Regions from separate parts of the Macaca mulatta genome. Here region 2 is linked to region 1. Evidence: chromatin contacts called from public Hi-C data. All regions are on one chromosome and are shown on one strand. Each heading gives the region's core, a stretch centred on a gene start, on an enhancer-like site or on the middle of the called end of the contact. The rest is flanking DNA. Distances are from core to core; before and after follow the strand shown.

The links. A called contact is a pair of places that touch in the nucleus more often than the background predicts.
Region 2: a contact with region 1 is called in a Hi-C map of fetal cortex germinal zone, with 4 times the contacts expected there. The contact joins two enhancer-like sites. A contact is called at or near these places in 3 of 14 Hi-C or Micro-C datasets (cortical neurons, fetal cortex germinal zone and fetal cortical plate).

Annotation. Positions count from the first base shown.
Region 1 is chr6:133,833,480-133,838,893 of T2T-MMU8v2.0, forward strand. No RefSeq gene overlaps it. Among named protein-coding and RNA genes, the nearest start is that of ZNF608, 160 kb to the left of the region's middle. Within about 2 kb of position 3,387, at least 4 of the 40 cell types and tissues checked have an H3K27ac peak or open chromatin away from gene starts, as enhancers often do. A contact at or near this core is called in fetal cortex germinal zone, where this site is marked.
Region 2 is chr6:133,662,984-133,668,397 of T2T-MMU8v2.0, forward strand. All of the region lies in intron 2 of ZNF608 (zinc finger protein 608), which reads right to left. Among named protein-coding and RNA genes, the nearest start is that of ZNF608, 13 kb to the right of the region's middle. Within about 2 kb of position 2,683, at least 8 of the 40 cell types and tissues checked have an H3K27ac peak or open chromatin away from gene starts, as enhancers often do. A contact at or near this core is called in fetal cortex germinal zone, where this site is marked.

The DNA of each region.
Region 1 (5,414 bases), core at 2,137-4,636:
ATATTAGTGTTCCTCACACATGTCTTTCCCTCCTGCGTTGTTGTGGATGAGTGCACTTCTTAATAAAGGAAAAACAAAACAAGCAAGTCAAAACCCCTGTTTGGAGTCAATTAACTTCTTGATTCTAACAAGAACTAAACTGGAGTATAAAATCTTCCATCACAATAAAATATGACTAAAGACCTCATCAATACTCATTTAGCAAATGCTTTGGACTGAACCATCTTTTTCTAATACTTAGGAATTCCATTATTTCTTATTTCAGTGAACATGTTAGAAAAAATTAAGTGAAATGGGATTAGGTTTGCCATTTGTCATTTACTCAGAGTAGAATTCCCGTCTGACATGTGGGCACTCATACCAGGGGCTTAATGCTTTTAGTAATTATAAGGATCATGTAGAGTATGTTGATTGGTGGGGAAAAAAATCTTTATTAACTGCTCAGAAATAGTTAATTCTTCATTAGTCAGAGTACTGCACTAGAGGCTGCTGCCTGTGAACCGTGGATTAGAGTTTATGATAGTAATAACCTCCTTGAAAAAACATTTGTTACTATACTTAATGACCAGATTTTAGTGCATTAACCTTCCTTGGGAGGTCAACTAACAAAATGGATGTTAACTGCTTGTAACAACCAATTCCTCTGAAATTAATATTTAGATGCCTTTGGTGTCAAAAAACCTTCCTTCCATACCAGGACATTAAAAACACTTCTAAATTATTAATAGCAGGCAGAATTCAATGCCTGAAAGATTTCCATTCCAATGCTCTTTATCCTCAGCCTCTTCCCATTTTCTCCAACAAAGTTCTCTTATGCAGGAACAAGGAAGGCATTCAGGAAAATTAGGTCTCAAAAATGCATGTGGGTCAACAATGCACTGCAGTTTTGAAAAGGTCACTTTTTAAGTTCAACAGAAATAAACATAATAGGAGTGTGAAGGCAGCCCTGAGAGCACACTGAGAACCTGACAGGGACAAACTCCCTGCCAGGCCTCGGGCTGCACTGCCACAGCCCTATCACCACCTGTCAGGAACTCCTTAACGACATTTTTGCATCCCTTCTGCAACTGACCTCCTGGCTTGGCTCTCCAACCCCTCCCCCTCCCTTTAAATTGGAAACAAACCACACTTATGTCAAAACGGCTTCTGAACTAGTTCCTTCCTGAGCAGTCCCAGAATATAAAACGTGTTCTGAAAAGCTGTACCATTCCCTGGAGAAACTTTATGATTTGGTTACTGCAGCAGGGCGCGTTGCTCCTTGGCCGCGGTAGCCTTGAGTCCATGCCAGACAATGAAGCAATGCTATTATTAGCCTTTCCATTCAATGGCGACAAAACAGTCCATGTTTCTATTTTCAGACTGTTCTCTTCTGGTGCAATAGATTTGCAGAAACCTAAGCCTCAGGGCTAGCGCTGGACAAATAGGGCAAAGTAGGCACCTGAAGCCAAAACACGCACAGTGGCACGAATGTGAAAATGTTTTAATGGTGGTATTTTTAGGCAGAGGCAAAATACAGAGAGCTGGCCAAAGTCCTGTCTGCTGAAACCTCTGCTGGTTTTTACAGAGAGTTACTGCTGGGATTGGGATAGAATACCTAGGATCTCTACCATGAAGCTGCCCAGTTTAATAATTTTCCCAAATTGCAACTGTGTAGTAACATTTGTGACTCAGTCATTTAAACTGGCCTGTTGGCCGGGCATGGTGGCTCATGCCTGTAAGCCCAGCACTTTGGGAGGCCTAGGCGGGCAGATCTCCGAGCTCAGGAGTTCGAGACCACCCTGAGCAACATGGTGAAACTCGTCTCTATCAAAAAATACAAAAATTAGCCAGGCTTGGTGGCGGGCACATGTAGTCCCAGTTACTATGAAGGCTGAGGTGGGAGGATCTCTTGAGCCTGGGGAGGCTACAGTAAGATGTGAACACGCATTCTAGCCTAGGCAACAGAGGGAGACCCTGTCGTAAAAATAAATAAATTAATAAACTAGCTTGTGTGCTGGCACAGAAAGATAGACCAACATTGCACAGAGTTGTGACTTGGATGATAAAGGTGACAAAGTAAAATGCCTGTAAGAAAGGGTGATTACCTCATGACACGATCAGTTACAGGCCCACCAGGATGTTTCCAGAAGAGTCGGGCAACTTGTAGGCATTCTTGATTATTACTTTCTGATGGATTACTTTTATAGTATTGGAAATTTCGTGTATGTAGAGGTCCATAACATTTTTGGCCTGTTTCTATTTGTAAATACGATTTGCAATCTGACCATTCAAGCTGTGCAAATTCTGTATGATAATGATTTTAATTTAATGCCCAGATTCTTCATTGCTTTGGGAATACTGTACTTGCTAATTGAAAGGTCATTACACCATTACATATATATTATTCCTCTTTCCCATTGTAGCTGATTTTCTCCTTGTTTGCATTGTCTTAGAAAAGAAACATTCGCAAGCAGGAAGTAAGCACTTACTTCTTTTAACTTATGACAGATTTTGTAGATTTAATTGTTAAAATTTCAGATAATGGTAAAGTTTGGTGTTTTATTTTTGTGTTTAAAAATAAAAAGACAATTAGGCTAAATTTATAAAAGGAAAAAATGTGATCATATCTTGGTTTCTCAAATCTCTTTTGCTAGAAATTATTTTTAACAGAGACATTAGGAGAAAGAGCTCTTCCCAAATATAAAACTAAAATATGAACTGTTGACATTTCCTCCACCTCCTCCACCCCCATTTTCTACGGAAATATCATTTATAGGCTGCTAGAAGCCAGCTTTTAGTCACAGTGTTTTCAATAGTAGAAGTGATTAAAATACACTTATTGCCTTGGTCTGCTTTATCTCTAAACTGATAAGATTTCTGAAAGCTATTTAACTGTCATGTGAATCATTAACTTCATTACGTTTACGGAGAATTTGTTATCTCCCCTGCGTCTTGGGGACATGGATCCTTCATCAGCAACCTGGATGGTGCTGAGTGTGATGCAGGTAATGTACCTGCACAATTTATTCGTGTCCGGTAGAGTTTTAAATCAGGATGTTGACTGTAGTGTTGTTCACTTAATGAACTTCCATGCACTGCTTCCTGAAAACCCTTTTATGGTTTCTGTTGGCTCCATATGGCATTCTGATGAGCTTACACTTCTCCTTAAGTGCTTCTGTATCAGAAAACAAGAGCAAAGCTGAAACAAAGTGAGTCATCTGGTTTTGTCTTTGCTTTCACTGCATGAGATAATGTGGAGGTGTTAATTACAAGACTTCACTGAGTCTTGACTAATAACAGTGTGCAAACAAATGTATGTCAGGCTCAGCCACAGAAAAGCTTCTACTAATAAGGTAAAACTAGCAATTAGAGCTGACAATGAAGTAATACTTTCCGTTGAATATTCATTAATGACGTTCTTGTTTGGGAGAGGGGAGGCTTCTGATTGTTCAGATGGAAACCTAGAATAGGAGCTCTGGTCATTCCTTTTAAATGAATTAAATACCATGTGGTGAGCCAGCATACTGGATTAATTCCCTTTTGTACTAATGCACTGACCCTTTGCTTCAAAGGCAGTGCCTGGATGGCCGCTAAGATTCTTCAATCTGTGACCTTGGCTTAGTAGGGACAAACCGAATTCCCAGAAAGAGAAAAATGATAGTGACCATAGAACATCACTAACAACGTGCTGGAAATACTACATGTTTTATTGAAATTCTTCACTGCAGCTCCTAGGGTTGTAATAATAAAAAGTGGGTTCACCTCACCTAACCTAACTCATATCACTTAGTCTACTTTTCTCTTTCCACTCCCCTCCCTTTCCTTTCCTTCTCTTCCCTTTCCCCTTCCATTCCCTTCTCTTTTTTTTCTTTCAGGAAGCAGTTTGACATACATGGTATAATATGAAATACATTTGGTCTATGTCCCTGGTTTCTGTCTAGAGCTCCTAAACCCCCTGGCATTTCCTGAGTGATAGGAGTATCTTTCGTTGTTCATAATAAGTCCCTTTGATAATTCCTGAGTTTATGCTAATGATTACTTAGGGTAGGGCCCCTAGATAGCCTCAGGATGGGGCCAGATACCAGAAAGACCAGGTGATTAGAGGATTAGGGGTTTGGAACTTTCAGCCCTACTCATGTATCTGTGTATCTCTGGGAAGGAGAGGGCTTGAGGTCACGTTCTATAAAAACTCTTGAACAGCACGATTTGATGAACTTCCAGGTTGCTAAACATGTGGAGGTATTCGTGGAAGCTCCATGCCACTTCCCCCATACCTCGCCCTATGTATCTCTTCATCTGGCATTTCATCTGTACCCATTATAATAGTGTTTATAATAAGCCAGCAAATATAAGTGTTTCCCTGAGTTCTGTGAGCCATGCTAGCAAATTAATTGAACCCAAGCAAGGGGTTGTGGCTATAGCCAGTTGGTCAGAAGTATGAGTGGCCTGGACTGCTGATTGGCATCTGAAGTTGGGGGCAGTCTTGTGGGACTGATCCCTTAACCTGTGGGATGTGACATTGTCTCCAGTTAGATAGTGTCAGAATTGACTTGAATTATAGAACGTCCAGTTGGTGTCCAGTGGAGAACTGCTTGGTGTGGGGAAAAATCCTCACATATCCAGTCACAGAAGAGTTCTGTGTTGAGTGTGTTAAAGTGTGCCCCCAGCTGACAGACAAAATGGACTCCCTATGGCTAACTAAGGTGCTCAAAATTAAAACAGAATCAAGTGGCCATTGCTGGATGAGGGTCACATACTCTGTGTTCTTAGAAAGATGTTGTGAAAGTGCCATAGGACCTCCTTTTCTGCAATCAAAACAAACCAGTTACTGTTGTCCTGTATTCCATGCCAAGATAAACTGTGGCTGGAATTCTCCCCATCCCAACACCCCATAGCTAGAAATATCTGACAGAGACTTCTCATTTGGGGCTTGGAAACCACATCATCAGGGCTTGACTCTTTTGACCAATCAGACCTGAACAAGTTTGAATCCTTCATTTGCATAAAATAGACCTAATTGAGAACCAGGGTGAGAACTTTCGCTGTCTAAGCTGGACCTTCCCTTTGATCTTTGGAGAGCACAATCTCACTTGTACTGAAGGCTGTGCCTCCCCAGTCTGCAGGTTATTGTTACAGAAGATACAGCTCTCTCTTTTCCTCCAAAGATCTCATGATCCTTTGTTAACAAGTGTGAGGTTAGAGTAGGGAAAAATGGTTTGTGTTTTTTCTTTTACAATGTTTCTTTGAGCACACGAGAGCCTCTGCTTTCACACCAAAAAGAAGCCTTCCAGAAACGGAAACGTTAGGTATCTGTGGCTCTTTCATATGTGACATTATTTCCGAAACGTGATGACAAACAAGTTATACTATCTGAATAATGTATATCATTTTAGCATGTCAGTGAAGATGCCAAATGAGAGATTCTCCTCATAAAA
Region 2 (5,414 bases), core at 1,433-3,932, 170 kb before region 1:
ATTCATTCTTCTTTTGCTTTCTTTGTGAAAAAAAGGGTAAAAACAGCTGAGCATGATCACAAAACATAACATTGGGCATTCAATTTCTCTACCTTACGGCCTCATTCTTTCACCTCATCCATAGGATTTGGCGACGGAGTAAATCTTAATCTGCAAACAAACGGTTTGCTCTACAATTAAACCATTCATTCTCTCTCTCTTTCTCTTCCCCCACCCTGCCCCCCCATTTGGCCGCTGCCCAACCCAAAGTCTTCTAGGTTCTTCCATTATTTAGCTCTCCCAATGGTTAAAAAGCAATAAGCTCATTTGGAGTTTATAAAACTATGCACCATCAACAAAAGCATGTAATGCTTCCAAGATGCACAGTGGCCTCTACAAGCACAATGAGGAGCTGTGTATAGTCTCCCCCCAAACAAAAATGCCCAGGCCCCAATTAAGCACCCTGGGGGCTTTCAAAGCAGTTATGCTAAGTTGCAAATACAGCAAGATCCACTTGAACTCCAACTGTCTTGTGTGCTTTTCCTCCCAAGGTAGGGAAAAAGCCGGGGCAGACTGACCTCATTAAAGGGTAATTAGTGAACCCCAGGACTTGAGGGGCTACCACAATCATTGCTATTGTGAGCATTTCACTACGGGGCCACTATTTTTTTCTTTTTTTAACCCAGGAGGTCTCTGCACTCTGAAGGCCCAACATTTTAAATTTTTAAGGATTTCAATCTGGCTGTTTTTTTCTACTACTAGTCATTGAGTAAGAAGAAAGGAAGCAATACAAAGAGTACGCCAACTTCTTTTGTGGGATTCTGGCATATCTAAAAATAAGCTTTTAGAAAATCATTTAAATAATGTATACTCTATATATCTAAGAAATAATTTTGAATAGGTTTTGTGGAAACAAAATGAAATAAATTCTCCACCTCCTGATTAGAGATTGAAAGTGGCACATAAAAGAGCATTAGAAATCAATCAATATAGGGTTTTATGACTGTATATGATAAAGATGTTTTAAAAAAAACTCATGCAGCCATTTACATGCGCAGTTGTTACTCAGAAACTAATACACAGTGATGCGATCAACATAACCACTTTACCATCAATAAAATCCTTCACACCTCTTTAAAGCCCATTATTACTGTTGATATCAATCTGCCAAGATGCTTGAGGACTAAATTCTACTATAAAATGCACCAGTAAATTTCGCTGTTTACATTAAGAGTAGCACCTTTTCACAAATACTAATCCAGAGATCCACTGCCTTGGTACTAAAATTCTCCAGTACTTGAGAAAGCAGTCTTTAAGGCAAGTAATAAAATGGTTGTCTTAACTTGACATTCTCAGCAACCAAGATTGAAACAACTCTAATATTTACATATAACCAGGGGGATCAACATCTTTGTTTAAAAAAAAAAAAAAAATTCACCGAAAGAGAGGAAATGGAGTTGGGGTGATGGGTGATGATCACCCTCTAAACAGAACAATCCCAGAGCTAGGTCCATTCTCCTAACATTGGCGTAAGGAGGGAGTGGGAAGACCAAAGTCACAGGAACCCACCTACTATACTGATCTCAGCACAACCGGCCCAGCCGCTCACTGAGGGAGGGTGTGCTCCAGAGACCTACACAAAAACTTGGGTACACATTAATGCCCACAGTAACTTCTTTAATGCTGCCGTTAGATTTGTGCCAAGCCAATTAATCACCCAATTCGTTTATTTGGCTTTACAGCTTTTGAATATTGAATGAAAGAATTTAAAAGTGTGGAACAAAAGTCTTTGTGTTTTGGCCAAAGTATACTTAAGCTATATTTAGAAGGAAATGTGTGTGTATATTTCTCTTTTATTAAAACACTGCATAGGGACCCTTCCTTAGCCAAACATCCTTGTTTTGTTTATTTTAGAAATACTACAAAATTTATTTGCATTACTTAAACATATGCAATACATTTTGGGAAATCTTGAAAAGATGGAAAAGGCTTATTAAGTGATGGGGGGCAACATAGTTGCTTTGTTTTGTTTTAATGTACTCAGTATATTCGGCTTTCGGGAAAAAATGCAAACCCTGGAAGTCATTCCAAACAGTTGGAAACTCTTCCTCTTAAAGTAAATCCAAGGGCTCAAAAAATAAATATTCAAGAGCATTAATTTGTTTCTAGATGTGTGCGTGCAAGTAAAACAGCAGTCATAATGTGGAAATTTCAGTCACATTTTGCAACTAATTGGAAGCAGATTAGAATTCTGCCTCAGGGGAACGTTGTCAAACTAGAAGCTGGAGCAAATGAAGAAAGAGGTGAGGGCGTCGTGAAGAGCTGACAGATTTACAGCGCTCAGGGCCATAAACGGGTCCCCGGCGGGAAGAAGGGCGCGTCCCCGGCTGCACGCCCCCGCCGCCCCGTCGGGAGCGCGCAGCCCCGGGCCCGAGGTGCCAGCGGCCACGCCCCCAAGAGCCCAGGACCCTCCATCTGCTCCCATAGCGAAAACAATAAACGGACCTGCTGAAGTGCGAATGATAAGATAGAAAACCTGCACACTGATAAACTGGAGGATGCAAAAGTCAAAGGGAGAGAAGGCTTCTTTATTTTAAGAATGGGGGAAGGGAAGAGCAAAAGAAAGCAGATTGTGGAGGATAATACAGCAATGGAGTAATGTTTAGAAACAGCTGCTCGCTTTCTACTTCAGTGTCTGGCATCTGCTGCGGCATCATGGGAAAGGCTGTTGAAAGATTTGGGCAAGGAATGTAAATGGAGACAATTGACCAAATGGAGTTGGATGCGGAGAGGCTCAATTGCTCTGTTTTAACATCATGTTGCTCCCTTTTGGGAGCAGAAACAAACAATATTACTTAACTCAAATTACACCTTCAGAGAAGTTTAAAGATTTGGGAATACGAATCGCTTTTCAATTACTGAAGATGTCAAACGATATAGGGGGATAAAATCTAGTTGCAGCCTCCACTTCTCAAAAGTGTTGAGCTCATCTTCCACACATCTTCACAGAAGCTAAATGGAAGTAGCTTCCTCTGTGTTTCAATTATTTTGAAAAAAAAGATGTTTAATCACCACTGCTTACTTCTTAACTGGCTCAAGGGATAGTTTCTATTTGTTGTGCCTATTTTCCCCTTCGCTGCAAAGATTCAGCTCTAATTTCATTTCCATCACAAAAGAACTGGCAAATAACTAAAGCACGGGAACACATAACTACAGTGCTGCTGTGCTAGTCATAAGCCTATAATAAAGCACAGATTTGATAGTATTATCCATGTACTGTGGTGAACCACACACAAATAAACAGTTCTCCATGAAGAATGAAAACCCAAGGCTTCAACCCTTCCAGTTCAAACATTTTTGTTGTTTTTAACATGAGCCATCCATAAAATCAGTCAAGGAAGTGACAGGAAATCCAGAAGTAATCTGGCCTGGCTATGCACACTTCGGAAAAAAAAAAGTTAGAAGATGCTTTCCAACTCATCCTGATGATGTTTGAGGTGAAGAATGGATAAAACTGTAAAATCTAGGCACAAAAACAAAAGGTACTTTTATGCCAGCTGAATTCAAACATATGATGAGTGTAGTTTAAAAATTTTTTTTTTTTTTAAAAAGTACATTTCCTCCAGCGTGGGGAAAATTTTCTAACCTAACTAGGAACAACTTAGACACAATCTTTGAACCTTCAGTGACTAATGCGAAGGACAAAAAGGTGTACCGAAAGCGGCCAGAGGGCCAGATGTGCTTTCCTAAGAAACTAAACCAGGAGTTTTCTTTAATCAAAAGGACAAACAGTGACTTCCAGGAGTTTATGAAAGTGTGACCAATTGGAACTTTGTCGTCTGTTGCTAATTGAGGCATATAAAAGAGTCCACTTCTTAAAACATACTACAAACACTTTTTTAAAAATTCTCTGCCACATGACAAAAACCAGAATCGAGTTGACTGGTAGAAGATCAGCGCAACCAAAGACCAAGCTATTATTTCAAACTGTCAGGGGAAGGCAGTAAAATTGCTACCAGGTCTCCTTAAGTTACCCTTCAATAAAAAGAAGCCATCAGGGAAATAAGAGGAAAAGAAAACACATCAAAACCTTAAAAGTCCCTTTAAGTAAAATTATTCGTCTGTGGCACCATGCCATCTGCTCTCTGGTTAACATAATAAGCCAATTCCACAACCTAAATATCTGCTTTCTGAAATCATTATGTACAACACAAAATATAATCCATATATTTTTACTTGCTTTTTAAACTGTAAAAGCTACATTCATGTGGCATTATTGGAATATGCCTAAATGTCCCTGTAGACACATTTTTCTTAAGGTGCTAGCTGACAATGAGGCTTCCCTGGAGGCAGAAAGCTCAGTGGTTGGGCTGGAATAGTCACAGTGAATAATAATCAAACTAGGTCGGGGGGTGGAGATGAGAAAGAAGAGAGAGTGGCTTTGAAAAACCCACAGAAGTATTTGTTCATCATTTCAAACCTATTTGTTCTAACCGAAACACCCTTTCCTTTGTGTTCTCTATTACAATTATATATATTATATAAAAAGGTATATATTAGACCTTTAAGTTTTCATTTAGTTTCACTGGGGAGAAAAGCCTTCTGAATACCAGATGGGATCCCTGTGGTTCAAAGCCTAGTGACCTAGCAAAATACAAGTATTTGCTTTGTGATCATTTCAGTTCTTAAGGCAAAACCCATCATCTTTTCTACTACATTCCCAAAGGTATTTCTAAGCAAAATTTAGCAAATATGCAAAATTCAGCTTTAGGAGCAAAGTGCCAAGTCTCACCCTCTTGCATATCCTTTGAGCTCTCAAAATAACATTACAAACAGCCCAACTGCTGGTCAATCAACTATGAATAGTTTAACAACCTTTCATTCAGTTGCAAAGGCTTTGTTCCCATTGCCAAAACCTTGAGCTTAAATTAAAAAGAACTTAAGACAGGGAGCAAGTAGTCACTAGTGAAACTGCAGTTGGGAGAAAGAATTAGACACAGAGGCAGAGGTCCATATACTCTGCAGCACAGTTGAACGTAAAACCAACAGTGACCATTTTTTAGAGAATAAAGCTCATACTAACTAAATACTCCCAATCCAACATCTGTATATGCAGTTACAACATTTATATACACACACCTATGAAACACCAGTTACAGGGCACCAATATCATACACATATTACTTACTCTCTAATGACAACCTAAGTCATCACTGAGGCAAGGAGCTCGCCTGTTTTCCAACCCTTTAATCTTCAATGACTGCATTAGGAGAGGAGAGTATTATGATCATTTATCAACAAGAATCCTAGTGAAGAAGGGTTATTTTCCCTAAGATGTTGCTAACAAGGAGAGTCCAGTATTTCCTTAGTTCTGACTTCCGTATGACACAGGAATGTAATACAAGTAATTCAGGAATAAACTATTTTGTATTCAA